Linked DNA regions of Sus scrofa: regions 2 and 3 are each linked to region 1. The links are chromatin contacts, called in public HiChIP or PLAC-seq maps. All regions are on one chromosome and are shown on one strand. The core of a region is the stretch at or near the end of the contact, and the rest is flanking DNA. Distances in the headings are between cores, read along the strand shown.

Evidence for each region. HiChIP or PLAC-seq counts read pairs in DNA pulled down with a chosen protein or histone mark.
Region 2: a contact with region 1 is called in an H3K27ac HiChIP or PLAC-seq map of skeletal muscle, with 4 times the contacts expected there. The contact joins two enhancer-like sites. A contact is called at or near these places in 2 of 47 Hi-C or Micro-C datasets (brain and liver) and 1 of 2 datasets of contacts at active chromatin or transcription factors (skeletal muscle).
Region 3: an H3K27ac HiChIP or PLAC-seq map of skeletal muscle shows a contact between it and region 1. The contact joins two enhancer-like sites. A contact is called at or near these places in 2 of 47 Hi-C or Micro-C datasets (embryonic fibroblasts and psoas muscle) and 1 of 2 datasets of contacts at active chromatin or transcription factors (skeletal muscle).

What each region holds. Positions count from the first base shown.
Region 1 is chr6:9,743,150-9,748,233 of Sscrofa11.1, reverse strand. All of the region lies in intron 5 of WWOX (WW domain-containing oxidoreductase), which reads left to right. Among named protein-coding and RNA genes, the nearest start is that of WWOX, 130 kb to the left of the region's middle. Within about 2 kb of position 2,508, at least 17 of the 83 cell types and tissues checked have an H3K27ac peak or open chromatin away from gene starts, as enhancers often do. A contact at or near this core is called in skeletal muscle, where this site is marked.
Region 2 is chr6:9,556,760-9,561,843 of Sscrofa11.1, reverse strand. All of the region lies in intron 8 of WWOX (WW domain-containing oxidoreductase), which reads left to right. Among named protein-coding and RNA genes, the nearest start is that of WWOX, 310 kb to the left of the region's middle. Within about 2 kb of position 2,918, at least 8 of the 83 cell types and tissues checked have an H3K27ac peak or open chromatin away from gene starts, as enhancers often do. A contact at or near this core is called in skeletal muscle, where this site is marked.
Region 3 is chr6:9,614,345-9,619,428 of Sscrofa11.1, reverse strand. It overlaps WWOX (WW domain-containing oxidoreductase), which reads left to right. Exons shown (of 9, transcript XM_021097054.1): 6 at 4,109-4,197. Among named protein-coding and RNA genes, the nearest start is that of WWOX, 250 kb to the left of the region's middle. Within about 2 kb of position 2,873, at least 7 of the 83 cell types and tissues checked have an H3K27ac peak or open chromatin away from gene starts, as enhancers often do. A contact at or near this core is called in skeletal muscle, where this site is marked.

The DNA.
Region 1 (5,084 bases), core at 1,259-3,758:
TACTTACTTAGGAGGGATAGCTTAGGCATTTTCACTGTGTCCATAAAGTAAAAAAAAAAAAAAAAAGTGTATTACCATGCGTTGCGCATTTGCCACTTAGAGTTTCTGAATACAAATTAATCAGCTTGCAGCTGTGAATAACAATAAACCACATGATAATGTACCTGCAGAAATGAGGGCATTCAAAATCCGTTCTCGGGTGGCCCTCAGAAACAGCTAGCCGGAGGGTCGCTCGCTCCCCGTTTTCCATAATTGCGTGGCTCTGCCTTTTTGCAGTTAATCTGTTTAATAAACTCCCCTGCAGAATCTAAACGCTGAAATTTAGTTTCTTTTTGTCTTTACGGTGTTTATCATTGTTAACGTGGCATCAGAGTAGTTCAACTTTCGCATCATGATAAATTCATAACCCAAGAGAAGGCAGAAAACGTAATTATTATCAATTGCCTCTCTCCCAGAATTGCCATTGGCTGAGTGGAGCAATACAGGAACTTAAGGAGTAGCTGATTCAGAGAAACAGAGGGTTGGAACCAGGCCTCTCTTGACTGCGTTCCCATTGTTCAGGGCCCCTCCTCTTGGATTCCTCTTCCAGTTGGCCTGTGTGGTAAATTATGCAAGGCATGTCAATATTTTAAGAAGACAGACCTTTCATTTTTTTTAACCCCCTATGCACAGTGGAATCTCGTGAGCTCCCCAGTCCTTCACTGTCTTAATTGAGTGCCTGCTGGGGGTTAGGACGTATCTGTGACTAACGGAAAGTCCTTGCTGTATTCTGTGAGAAGCTGCAACATTTAAATAGGTAGTATGTAATACATCAGAGTTGGAAAGTACAAAGAAGTGTCTTTTTTTTTTTTTTTTTTTTTTAAGAATGCAGTATTTCACCCATAGACTCAGAATCACTTTCCTGAGAATCCCAAGAGTAGCAAGAGTTAAGAATTTCAGTTCTTCAACAGGGAGAAATAGCGTTAGGGTGATTGAAGTCAAAACCAGACCTGGCTCTCTATTCATTACCTCCCAGCAGTAAGGCCGGACCTCTCAAGAGAGTGTCTCTGTGGGTCTTGTTTATCCGAAATGAATAAATGCACATGATATTGGACAGTCACCTCTACTTCCCACCTCTTGCTTGGTTGTGACTGGAACACATTCGTGTTGGCGTCTCCCATCAGGGATTCAGAAGTCGAGACGTCAAGGGTTTTCCGACGTGAATCTTAGGTGATAAGAGGGAGGAGCTCAGTGTTGGGAAGAAATCCTTGTTCCTGCAGATTTGGGGCAGCGATAAGAAAAGCTCCCTTTGGGAAACTGGGAGACTATCTCCAGGGTTTCTCGCTCTCTGTGTGTGTGGGGGGGGGAATAAATATTCACGCGCACACACATGAGAGGAATAAAATTATTTGTTTTGAATTTGAATTTACTTTCGCTTTTGGAAGACCGCATAAGATCTATAAAAATCCTTTGAAAAACGGGAAGTGCTTCTCAAGTATTATTTTCACGTTCTGTCATTGATTTGGAAATTCAGAAGGAATGAATATCTGTATTTGTTTATTTCTAAAGCCCTTGGCTTCCTTTGGGGCCACTACCTGTTAGAGGCGTGTGGAAGGGAAGGCCAGGAAGAGATACTTACCATTTTGGCAGGGAGTGGTCCCTTCAGCTGGAAGCAGTCCAGGTTCTAAGTCAGACACTGGCGTGGTGTTTTCCTGTGTTTTCACATACCTGAAATGCTGTCCAAACCTCGTCAGTGACCAGCGTGCTTAACTGCCATTTCATCGTTGTACACGTTGGTCTACCTCTTTTCGAGGGCTGCCTTCCCCATGGTAACATGAAGGTTACCCCATGAAGGATATTTTTAAGGTGCTGTGGTGGCCTGGCAGCCTCATGTTGGAATTCTCCCTCCACGAATGGACTCCGTTCTATGAATAGGTACCATTTCAGCTTAACTAAGACTTTAAAACGTTCTCCCTTGATGATTCACTTTTCACACCAAGATGCCCCTTAATCCGCCAGAACCTGTCAGTGTTCTCTTCTCCTTGGGCCTCTGCGCTGATTCCCTCCCCAGCAAACAGGCGCCCCCAGTGCTTGGCCCAGGAGTTACTACCTGATGGGCCCCCGTTCCTCGTCTCTCTCTGCAGGTACTGTGCGCCCTGACATTCTAAGCTGCCTGCAGGAAGAAGGGGCGCGGGCCCAGCATCCTGATTATGTTAGGAGAACATAAGACCCATTTAAAAAAATTCCTGGATTATGAATGAATCGAGCATGCACACAGCGGTTCCATTTTTAAAAAGCTTTGTGAATGCTAACTCATACGCAGCCTTTAGAAATTTGAAGTCTAACATTCAGAATGCTCTAATCCCTAAATTCTCTGGTTCAGGTTATGCTATTTTTATGAGTATTAATTTCCATACAGGCCTTTAAAAATCAATTGCTCCCTGTAATTACAACACTGCGTTCTAGTGTTTGTGATATATCACACGGGGATACTTGAGGGTCATCAGGAGTTCACGGGTGTGGTGCTGGGGCCAAGGCCTCGCCCCAGGGCGCTGGCTCCAGCGGCCTTGTTTTTGTATGTCTCGGCAGGGTTTACAAGTTACTCAATAGCCGAGATTGCTGTTCCATCGTGCCTGTTTCGTTTTCAAAGCGTTGAAAAAGAGTATTCTCTAAAACTCCAGTATTTTGGGAAGTCTTGGACTTGATAAGGCATTTTCGAAATTGAAGAACTAGGAAACCATAGAAACAAAATGCTTATAATTCTCCCAAGTCAAAAGCTAACTCTGATTTTATTATGCATTGACCACAAGTCACTGTATGTTGGATTGATCGGGGGAAAAAGAACCACAGGTCTCTATTGTAAAAGTAGAAGTAAAATGACCCACAGGTCTCCTAACGTAAGGGATTTCAAAATTAAATCCAACTTAAAAAAACCAACCCCGACTGAGTTGATACAGCAGGATCTTGGATACAGGTTGGTTTGTTTATTTTTATTTTTTTACCCCAGTGATTAGGATAACAACACCACTTCTAATTTCCTGCTGGGTGACCTGGAAAACGGTTGACTTGACAGTGGGTCCTTTTGTCAAGAGAAGATGGGAAGGAAAAGAAACCCCTACCCCATACCCGTCGGCTTTAAAATAAGAAAATACACACACACACACACACACACACACACACACGTTACGAAGTTGGTAAAGGTGATGGAAGAAAATGTTGTGCCTCATTCATAATTAATTTTAAATTATTATGAAATATTTATTGTTGTTATTGGTGAGGAAAGGGCTGTGCCAAGTCTCCTGTCTTCAGATAGCTCCGGACTTTAAAGTGGAGCGTGGCCGTGCTTGTCATTCTCGGTTTGTGGCCTTTCATGGTTGTGTGTGTGTGTGTGTTTCTGGAAGGGGATGCGCCTCACTGTCGTTAGCTCTTCTTGTTTAAAGTCTAGTTGATTTTCAAGGTTGTGACCATCTCTTTGCTGCAACAGAGCGATTCAGTTATACGTGTACACACAGCAGCCCTTCTTGTTCCGATTCTTTGCCCACGTGGGTTATCACAGACTGTTGAGGAGATGGCCTGGGCTCTACAGCAGGTCCCTGCTGCCCATCCATTTCCTGTACCATGTGCCAGTCCCCAACCCCAGTCCAGCCCTCTCCCCGACCTTTCTGATTTGGTAACCATAGCTTGTTTTCAAAGTCTGTGAGTCTCTGTGTTTTGTAAATAAGTTCATTTGTATCCCTTTTTTTAGATTTTACATGCAAGTGATATCACATGGTATTTGTCTAACTTCAGTTAGTATGATAATCTCTAGGTCCGTCCATGTTCTTTCAAAGGGCATTTTTTTCATTCTTTTTTTATGGCTGAGTAATATTCCCTCATTTATATATGTGTATGTATAAATACACTTCTTTATCCATTTCTTTGTCCGTGGACATTTAGGTGGCTTCCATTTTTTTGGCTGTTGTAAGTAGTGCTGCAGTGAACACTGGGGTGCATGTATCTTTTTTAAAAAAAAGTTTATTGAAGTATAGTTGAAGTTTATTGACGTATAGTTGATACATGATAAGTAGGTGTACAATACAGTGATTCCCAATGATTAAAAGTTATTCTCCATTTATAGTTAATATAAAAGTTATATTCCCCACGTTGTGTGCTACATCCTTACAGCTTATTTAATAATTTTATACATGACAGGTTGTACCTCTTGTTCTTCTGCCTCTATCGTGCTCCTCCCCTATTCACAACCCCTAGTTTGTGCTCTCGATCTTCGAGTCTGCTTCTTTTTCTTCAATGTACTAGTTTGTTGTGTTTTTTTAGATTCTGTGTATAAGGGATGTCATAGCGTATCTGTCTTGCTCTGTGTGACCTCTTTCCCTTAGCATCGTGCCTTCCAAGTGTGTCCATGGTGCTGCAAATGACAGCATTGCTTTTTTTTTTTTACTATCCGAGGAGTATTCCATTGTATATACATCTTCTTTATCCATTCTTTGTCGGTGGACACTTGGGTTGCTTCCAGGTCCTGTAAAGAGTGCTGCTGTGAACACTGGGGCGCAGGTATCTTCTCAAATTCCTGTTTTGTTCTTTTCACACACACCCCCAGACGTGGAATTGCTGGGTCAGATGGTGGTTCTCTTTTTAGTTTTTTGAGGAACCTCCACACTGTTTGGAAAATAGGTATTTTTGTGAAGCCTTTGCTTTTTCAGTCTGTCGGTTGGCCTTGCTTTTTCAGCAGGCACGTTCAGCGCTTTGAAGGTCGTTTTGTGGTTTCCCTTTCCCTGCTTGGAGCACCTTCCGCGGGGCCGTTTGAAACACTGGACTTGCCTGTAAGAAGTTTACTCACATGCATTCTCTCTGTCGTCATTTCCAGACCTTTCTGTGGGTGAATCCATGTTTTAATTCTGGATTTGTTTCATCTGTAATTGCTTGTTCTTGGCCCAGGCGGGATAAAACATTAGTATATCCTGAACCTAGATATCAAAAAGTGTGCCCTGGCTTCATGAGAACATAGGCATGTGCCCAGAGTCACAAGGAGCGTCAGAGAGGGTTCTGTAGTCTGGGTGTCGGAAATGGATCCCAGTCCCCTTGTGGTAGTATTGGTTCTTCTGTCC
Region 2 (5,084 bases), core at 1,669-4,168, 190 kb after region 1:
GTAACGTGGGAATGCATATGGCACAGGTGAGGTGTCCATCAGTAACCTGAGGAAGTGGAAAGCCACCCACAGATTCTCAAGGTAGCCTGTGAAATCTTCTGTTTGTCTTTAAGAAGCTGAATCAGGACAGAAGCCAAGAGTCACCGACATCATTGTCCTGCTTTTCAGTAGGTTCCGAGTTAGCAGCTTGTGTACCTGCATCTAAATGAGCGTTGTTAGCGTATAATAAGTCCCATTCATTCTCATGCTTGAACTGATGGCGGGTGACCCTACCAGATAGATTAAGTGCTCCTTGGCAGGCTCTGCTTCCCAGAGAGTCCACGTGGCTTTCCGTTGAAATCGTCCTGAAAGGGGCACCCGCCTTTAGAGCAGCCCTGTATCGGGAGCGTCGTCACGTGAGTGTCCTTTGGTGTGTTTTCAGAGTTGCAGGGTGACTCTGGGAGGGCAGAGAAGAAGCACTTGTTGGGTGTGAGGCCGTGGACCGAGTGCTTTTTGCGTGTCCTCACACGTCCTCTGCGTCCACAGGTAAAGTAGGGTTTGAATTCTCAGACCCCATTACAGGCGCGGGCAGCGGCAGCCGTGCGTGAGCGGCCTCGCGCCTCTTGCTAGAAAGCGGCAGAGCTGAGCTGCTGACCCTGCCCAGGGCAGCTCACTGCTCCTGGAAGCGCGCCAGGGCTCCTGCGGTTCCACCCCTGGCCCCAGGGCTGAGCTTGGTTTCCTGGCTTTTCTCCTCTGGTTCTAGGGTGGTAGGACTGCCCGGGAGCTGGCCCGCCCCTCGGTCATTCGGGAACCTCGGTGGTCAGGAATCGGATCGGGACGTGTTGTGAGGCTTGGTCCCATCCTGCCCTTGGACGTGTTGTGACCTGAGGCCTGGAAACCTCGCAGACTGGAGGCTGTGGGGGGGCTGCCCTTTCTGCCGGCAGTGGGGCGGTTTGCGCTCTGTCGTTGGCGCGGTGGCTTTCAGTGCCCTCCTTCCAGCCCGTCGCTGTCCTTTCCTCCTGAGATACCAGTGCTTCAGGTGCCCAGATTTCTGCACACCCGCTGGCCGCTAGAGCCAACTCACGCAGGTAGACACGCAGAGGTTGCCTGTTTCTTGTATAGAACACCAGCCCGAATAACTCCGGTTTTGCAGTTGGTCAGAGAAAAAGCTGGTGTGGCGTTTGCAGATTTGTCCAGTGACCGGCGACAACTTCGCTTCTCAAGAACCAAAGAATAGGGACTTTCCACTGTGGCCCAGTGGGTTAAGAACCTGACCTAGTGTCTGTGAAGATGCAGGTTTGATCCCTGGCCTTGCTTAGTGGGTTAAGGATCTGGCCTTTCCATGAGCTGTGGTGTAGGTTGCAGACGCGGCTTGGATCTGGGGTTGCTGTAGCTGTGGTGTAGACCTTGACTGCAGCTCTGATTCGACCCCTAGCCTGGGAACTTCCATATGCAGTGGGTGCAGCCCTTAAAAAACAAAAAGAAAAAAAACTAAGCAAAAACAAAATAAAAACAAAACAAAAACCCCCAAATCAAAAAAACTAAAGGTAGGCTTGACTGCTTTTAAAATACAACGTGTAATATATTCTGAACCAATCCAAGGACCAGAAGACGAGGTGGTGGGATTCTTGAGCAGTTCTGATGACGTTAAGTATTAGGTGGCTGCTTTATTTGGACTGGATTTTGAATGTGCTCCATTGTATTAGGAAGTATCACCGGCATCTCCTTGCAAGTTTGGGAATATTTTCCCTGAGGATGATGCTGCAGGACACTGGGATATGAATGTTGCTCACCTCATTTGCCACAGTCTTGCCACGAGTACAAGGAGGCCAGCAACCCATGTTTCAGCCCTTACCCGTGGGCGTGCAGCCCAGTGTGGGTGATAACCTGCTTACGGCTCTGTTGTCTTCTGTGTGAGTTTGGTCCTATAAGAAACGTGTAGAATTTCATGTCTGATAGATGATACATAATTAAAATAAAACATGGATGCATGTGGCACTCTCCATGAAAGCTGACCGTAGCTTTCCCAAAGGAGTCTTTTAAATCGGAAAGCCCACCTGCCAAATCCTACGTTCCCTGGGCTTTCTGTCTTTGACACAGGCTCCACCAGCATTCTGCGTCACCAAGCACTATTCTCGCATTGTCATTTATCCCAATGAGGTCCTAATTAGTAAGGCTGGGAAGAGGGCAGAAAAGTGGGAGGATGTTTGGACAGGGTCGAGAGTTCTGGGCATGAGAAACCCGTCTTAGCAGGCCAGCTGTGTGTGCAGTTGATCGTGTTTTATGAAAGACGAACTAAAGAGAAGCCAAACAGGGCTGTTTGCAAGGATCCCCGTGTGAGTACACGTCTCAGCCGGTGATGGGCCAGGAGCAGCTGTTATTTCAGCACAAAGCTGTTTTCAAAATCAGAGCCACTCGCACTCCAAAAACCCTTACCGGTTATGCCCGAGTCCCTTCGATGTGCTCTGTGTAAAAACATAGCGCCAGGAGATGGGACGTGCCCTATGAATTATCCCTTATTTATTATCATCCAGCCCTCCCTTTTCCATCATGCTTGAGAACTACGGGCTAGAGCAGTTCTTAATACTCTATTTATTTTAGGGGAGGAAAATGTTTTTCTTGAACCACCGCATTCATGCAGTACCAACTGCTGGCCGTTTCCCCAGCATTTAAGGAAATATTGTTGCAAGGCTTTTATGTTCTGCACTTCAATCAGCCAGAGCCAGCAGTGTCCCAACAGAAGGACCCTCAGCAGACCGTTTTTAGCATTTTGCTACAATTAAACTCCTCTGGTTTTAGCCCTCAGGCAATTTAGTACCTTTTTACATATGCACATTATGAACTTTTGACCAGGGTCTAACAGTCGTATATTAGAGCGCTGTTCTTGAAAGCAGGCTTAACAAGTTCCTCTGAGTATTGCACTTGGAAGCCAGTTGTGGAAAAGGTAATTGAAGCAACTTGCAGCGCGGCCATTCAGAAGCTCAGCGATGATCCGAGCCATCTCTCTCTGTCTCTCTCTCTCTTTCTCGCTGGCTCGCTCGCTCTCCTTTTTATTTTTCCGCCCCCTCCTTGTTTCCTCTGGAAGCTCGTAGCAAGAGCTTTCAAAGTCCGTGATTGATCTTTTATTCAGTAGCTAACGAGGGCTGTGATTCTATTAGTGCGCTACAAGGCAAGGGAACAGTGATTTAATGAAGTGTCTGGTGAGCCGGCCATAGATTTATCCTGTTGTCGCTAATTTGCAGGGCCGTGGCGAGCAGAAAGGAAACTGTGCTCGCACCGCTATTAAGGAGGCATTTCCTTGGTAAATTGTTGTAAGGTCAGGTACAGTTATCTCAGCCCCGGCAGTGCCTTCCCCCTCAGTGTCTGCAGATGACAGCCTCCGTGCTGAGCGCGCGCTGGAGCGGAACCGGGAGATCAGAGGTCCGTCTCCGAGTCGCCCTGAGCGGCGGCAGGAGCCGATGAACTGCCAAGCAGGAGTAATAGAGTCATAATTGGTGATTAGAACTGGAAAGGTGCAATAACATCTTAATACAAACTGGCGTATGTTATAGTTACTGTCAGTTGTTGTAAACTCTCCCCGCCGCCGCCTGGACCAGTTCCCTTCCCCTTGATTAGCTCTGAGGATGGAGGCAGCGGCTGCCAGGACGGCCATGCCAAGAGCATCCAAACCATGACGGTGGCCCTAGGCCTCGCCCCGTCCTGGCTCTTTCTCTTGGGCACCAGCACTTGGCCCCCTTGGAAGCCGCCACGGTAACCTTTCCCCACGGGTCTGGGAGAACTGGCATGTCACAGCTGGCCTCCAGTGTCCCTTCTCCCCAGGAGCAGGGACATTTATGCACCCTAGCTTGGAGGCTCTTTGGACTTGTATTTGCCTTTGCAAAGGGGAGGTATTTGCCTCGTGTCAGATCCCTTTCCCACGGCAGTCCTGTGTTCACCGGAACAGATTTGGTCTTGCTGTGCCAGGAGGAGCACAGGAAAGAAGATAAATACGCAACATGAAAGGAATTTGCATTTGAGGTTGACATTTTGCAGAACGCAGGGGGCTATTTCAGGTGCAGTGCACCTGCTCGAGTGCCCTTGCAGGTATGTGTAGGTGGTGGCCATCCGTGGGAAAGGCTAATTGAAGGAATTCTTTTACGAGTCTTCATGAAATGCCAAGATAGCTGAAAGGACATCCCCTTAAAAATCAAGGTGTCCATTTGCAAATTTCTGTGTGGCTGGAAATTTTTGACACTCCATTGTTATTCTTTAAATTCATAGAAGAAGAAGCTCTCCAGCATTGTCCAGATGTGATGAGTAGTAAGTATTTGTGATAAGTATAGCTGGCTGGTCACTTGTTTGGTGTCAGGTGGGGTCAGACAGGGCCCAATGAGAGGAGATGATGAGACAGTGTGTATGGATGCACTTCACATCTGGCACATAGCAGGTTCTCCACTCTTGTTTGCCTCCGTGGTTGTGGCATCTATTGGGCAAAGTCCTCCTGTCAGGTTTTCAGCCCCGTCTATAAAACTTGGGCAGTTCTCAAGCTTACCTCACCCCAGTGCTGATACGTGTTAGGGTTGTTGTTTGTGGTCAAGTGAAGAGTATAAATGGTGTTTTATTATAATAGGGCTCTGTTTGCAAATGATCATCTGGATGATGAAAAACAGCAAGTCAAACCTCCCAGTTTCTCAGTACAGACCTTTGGGCCTCAGGACAGTCGTGTTCAATTTTGTAACGGTGGCGGGGCTGCCATTTGATTCGGTTTTTGGCCTGGTGATCACAGCCTAGGACACACAGGCAGCGGCATGTTGTAGAGGATGCGAAGTTCGTGGGAGCACGTCCACACCAATGGAGGCCTGGCTAGGGCTCTGGCTGATCTGTCCTGGAGAGATGTGGCCTGGGGAGGGCTCGCGTGCAAGGCTCATTGCTCAGCATGGCGGCTGCACTGGTAAGTGCAACATTAAACACAATTGAGAGGAAGGGAGGGAAGGAAGGAAGAGAGAAGGGTGGCGGGGAAGAGTAAGGGAGAGCGGGCGAGAGGAGTGGTCCAGAGAGAGGAGGCGCCTCCAGCTAGAGGGGGAGGAGGAAAGAGTTCACCGAGAGCAGAGCCCACGGTCCCTGCT
Region 3 (5,084 bases), core at 1,624-4,123, 130 kb after region 1:
ATATATTTAAAGCTAACAGTTCTTACTAGGGTGATGGGTCTGTAGATGCTTTTCTGTCCACATTCATCTGTCTTTTCTGAATTTTTCTATAACTAATGAAAGTATAAAGCAAGAAGTGACCTGAAATAAGCCTGGAGAGGTAGACAGGGCACAATCAAGAACTGCGTGTTAGTGGGTACTGCTAATTCACTGTGTATAAGTTTGCATTTCTTTTCTTCCTGGGCGTATGGAGGGTTTCACCTTCTTAAAGCTAAGCCCAGCCCCAAGGTTTGCTGTGCCAATGAGATGTGAGCCGACGTGGCATCTGTCACCTCTGTGTAGAAGCCTGTGAGATTCCTGGTGCAACCGGCACATTCTCTTCCCCACACTGATGTTACAGAGGGTGGGAGTGCCGTCTGCCTGGGCCGCTGGCTAGTCGTGATGGCCATGGTCCCGCGGCCCTGGATGGGCACGAAATGTGAGCGAGTAATAATCCTTGGTTCTCTTAAGACACCAAGGCTTGGGGGCTGTTGGTTACCGAAGCTCATCTGGATTGGTACAGAGGCACTGGTGCTAAGGAATTTGGATCATATCTTGTTGCCCGTTCTGAGCTATAAAAAGTGTTAAGCTAGGACTCTTTATGTGTGTGTATTGTGCCCCTCCGGAGCGTAGACTCTAGCCACGCGAGGCCTGAACGTTTCACATCCCGGGTGGCAAATGCTAATTTATTTAACAGCTTAATAAAAGAATGGAACTGTTCTTTAGTGGTGATGGGACCGTTGTTCTGTATCTTAAACGTCGTGATAGTTTTATGACTCTGTGCGTGTGATAAAATGTCACAGAATACTCCATGTGATAACACAGATATTCCGAATCAGAGAAACTGCATGCGTCTCCACACCAGTGACATCCGAAAACTGTCTCTGGTCTAATGAGTAGCTCTGTGACAGTGTCCATCTTCCGGTTTGGATGGTGTGCTGGACTTGAATTAGGTTCACCATCTGGGGGCGGGGGCGGGGGGACCTGGGTGTGTGGGCACTCTCAGTACTGTTTTGGCCACTTATTGTGAGTCTGTCATTAGTTCCAAATAGAAGGTAACAACACACCAAAAATGAGTTAAACCAAGAAAGGGAATTGTCGTCACACTCGGCAGGAAAGCTCACCTTGGCAGATGGGGCCTCCTGCTTTCCTCCAACAAGCGCTAATTTAGCCTCAAACCTGCTTGCTGTTTGCAGCCCATCAGCCGCTGCCTTCCCAGTCACAGTGTGTCCCTTGATACACATTTCTGTATCGTTGTTAGGTTTATTAGACACTCAGAAGAGCAACCCCCCCAACACACACACACACACGCTCACGTAAACACACACAAACCCCCTAATTCTAAACGCTGTGCCTTTCCTTCCCTAGACCCAGCTGCATTGCACACACAGTCTCTCTGCATTTCTCAGGGTCAGTAGCAGAAACAGGAAACCTGATACTGAGGGCAGGAGAATTACTTGAGTAATTGTGTGTGGATTTGAATCACTGTCCCCAGGAGCCGAGTAACCCGCAGCCTGTGGATTAGTCTGTTGAACTCCTTGCTGGCTTGTGACCCCTTGTTCCCCCTGGATGTGTATGTTCTGATTTTGTTCTTATTGGCAGTGGCAGCTCTGTGCTTTATCTTAAATGAAAGGGGGGCGGGGGGGTGTGCGTGTGCAGAAGACAGCTTCCCAGGTGGAACTTGCACATCTGTACCCATGTCCCGTCGTCCCACTTGGCCGTGCCATTGTTTTCATTGGAATTACTGTCATGGGGTCACCACCTGGGAAGGTTCTCCCTGTTTTATGGGAGCAATGTGTAGGTGCCTTATTATAGCAGGGAGCCTGCGTATCCCTTGGCGTTTCCGCAGGGGGCTGGGCCAAGAGGAGCAAAGTCTCTTCCACCCCTTTCCTAGGAGAAGCAGTCTCTGGCTTTGCTTTCGTGGTACGTGCAGAGGGCTGGAAGAAGCACTGCTGGCAGCAAGTGTCACGCTCTGTGCACGGTGAGGCTGGGGCCGGAGAGCATCAGATTGGGTAGCTGAGCGTTTACGAGGCATAGGAATCTCTGGGGAATCCAAGTTAGCCACTGACAGACTTTCTACTCCCCTGAGACCTTGACCACAGATAATTATCGGACCCTTAGATGGAAAGCGGGTGGGGCTTTGCTCCCAACCCAGAGTCCCAGGCTCTCTGCCCAGGCTGCAGCGTCACTCAGGTGCGTCCGCTGCGCCCAGTGCTGGTGTCCTTCCAGTACGGTGAGGGGCGTGGCCTGGCCTTGCTGTGGCCCCTCCCACTCTAAAATTTCCCCATCTTAGGAAAGTCTAACAAAACCCAGGTATGGGCACTTGCCCTCTTTCTTGGATCTGATTAGATGCTTCTCCTCCTCTTCCTAAAATCTGCAGGTGTGTCCATCTCCTGCTGTTGTCTGAGGAATTTAAATCCACTTTGGCCAACTTGCCTTTGCCATGGAGAGGCTGTTGGGCTTTGAGGGGGGGGTGTCATTTACTCGTTCCATACACCCTCCCCCAAAACTGGGCTCTGTTAGTAGGCGGGACCCGGATCCTCCAGGATCCAAGGGGATCAGGTCTGATGGCACACCCTGGCATCCACCTGCTGCCGATGACGGGGTGGCCTCGGGGAAGGAACTTGTCAGAATGGGCGTCTTACCTCCTGGTGGTTAAACTGATGAAATACCTTCGCTCTTCCAGGCAGGATGGAAGGTGCTTTCCACCGAATCTCACACGTCTGTGAGTAGGTGATTCATTTTCACCTTTTACGAATGAGGAAACTGAGGCTGGGGAACATTAGGTGGCCCAAAGTCAGTGTGTTTTCCAGCTGTCTCTGCCTGGTGTTCCCTGTTCCAGGCCTGGGACTTGGGTCAGAGCCCAGGACCTCAGCGGCCGAGCTGAGCTGCCACAGACACACTAAGCCTCTCAGCACAGTGTGTGTCCGCCCCGCGCCAGACCGTTTGGCTGGGTCTTCGGCAGGGCCGCTTGCTCGCCGCCCCCGTCTCACCATCAGAGTATCGTGTTATTCTCCATGGCCTTACTTGAGCATCACAGTCTAGACAAGAATTCCCATGTTAACCATGTGTTTCATGGGGCTCTTCTCACCTGAACAGGCGGGTGGCCTGGCATTCTGGGCCCTGTGTCCTTTGGAGGAGAGAGCTCTGAAAAGGGACAGTTCTTCAGCTCATACCCCAAAGTCCAGCCAGACTTAAAAATTGGGAGGGCCCCGTAACATGGGCATGTCTGAAAGGCAACCTTAATCCTTCCAGAACTGTGCTCCAGGGCCATGCAGGGATGGGGCTGGCTTTGCGTCCTGACCGCTGCCGTCCTTCTGTCCCTGGAGGGACCCTGGGCTTTCGTGTCAGAAGGACCTGAGGTCTTGCCATCCCGCATCTTAGCCCTGCCCTCTCTGATGAGAGGTCGTGTTGTGAAACAGGGAAAACACAACCCTCCTTCCGTTGTCCTGAGCAGGAAATGAGATGTGGCGGTAAATGCCCGCCTGGCGCCGGCTCAGAGTAGACAGTGGTCGTTGTTAGCATCGTTGTAACAACCACATGCATTGCATCTGTCTAGAGGGTTCCTGACCCTGGGGTCTCTACCCCCAGACTTTCCAGGTTTCTAAACCGGCGGGGATGTGGATCAGCTGCGCTCCACTGGTGTAGATGAGTCTTGCCTGCTTCTGTACTTTCTGTACACAGATTGGCGTTCAGGCTTGGTGGAGTCATTTCAGAACCCGGGCAGCAGATTTTGAGATAAAAATCTCGTCTCCTGAGTTCTTGCAGGAGCTGGGCTTTGTGCTGGTACGCCCCAGTCGTTAGCGTGTTTTTAGGGGGCAGATCGAGAGAAGCTGCGTGAGCCCAAGGACCCTTTGGAGCCTGTTCTGTGCCCTAAGTGAAACAGCACAACCCCCAGCCTCCCGTCCTCCCTAAACTTGGCAGGAAAAAGCCCCGTTCTTCCATTCAGTCCAATGATTTATATTCTCTCTGGGCGTCTAATATTAAACAGGGGAATTCCGACTTGTTCCATAACACATTTGCTGTAACTGGATACCATGAACTAAACTTGCTGTTATTTATCATTCCTTTTTATTTTCTCTCATTCCAGCACAAAGCCAAGGTAGAAGCAATGACCCTGGACCTCGCTGTGCTCCGTAGCGTGCAGCATTTTGCTCAAGCGTTCAAGGCCAAGAATGTGTGAGTGTTCCAGTGGAGGGTTATAGATCATAATATCTTGCTATTGTAATGTCTGTATCAGATGAACACAACCGGGAGGACGTGAGGCTATTGTGTTGTCTTGGCGTCCAAACAGGAGGCTCATTTATATTGGCCCCGTTAAGGTGTACCATATTTTCTTGACTCTGAGTCCCCCTCATTATGAGATGTGTCATCAATCTCATAACAGCTTCCCAGATAAAACGGAAAAGATAGTGTGAAGCCCTGGTAACTGTAGCTCATAAAAGCCGGCTGATGGGAAGCTGCATCCTGATGACGGACGTTTTTGCCGTGCCCTCTCAGAATGGAGGAAAAATATACTTTAATTGCATTCAGGAGCAAATAACATTTGCTCTCTATTCCCGCAGAGGAGCTGGAAATCAGAGCACGAGAGGAAGGTTTTTCTGTTCTGCAAACCTGCAGTGATTTTACCTGGTTGCAAATGTGTGGGCTTACTTTTGGAGAAACTTCCTTCTCTTCTTTCTGTTCTTTCTCAGACATTCAGAATGCCTGCAGGAGAAAGCCTTAGCTGGGGACTGGTAGGGTTTTTTCGTTTGTTTTATTTTGGTTTTGGTGTTTTTGCCAACCTCCCTTCCTAACAGAGAGCAGCCCTCAAAGGCAGAGCTGAGGAAAGCAGTGGTGGTTAGCTTCATTTTCATTACAATATTTTGTTTCCAAGTGATTACTTTTATAGCTCTCTCATATTTTGGGGGGCAAGCAATACTGCTTTCTCATTCAACTTAATGGTTTAAATTTCTTTAACAAATAATCTCATTTATTTTTTTTTCTTAGGTAAGTTGGCTTAAACACAAGGATTAAGTTAATGGGACAGGGAGTTCCCATCGTGGCTCAGTGGCTAATGAATCCGA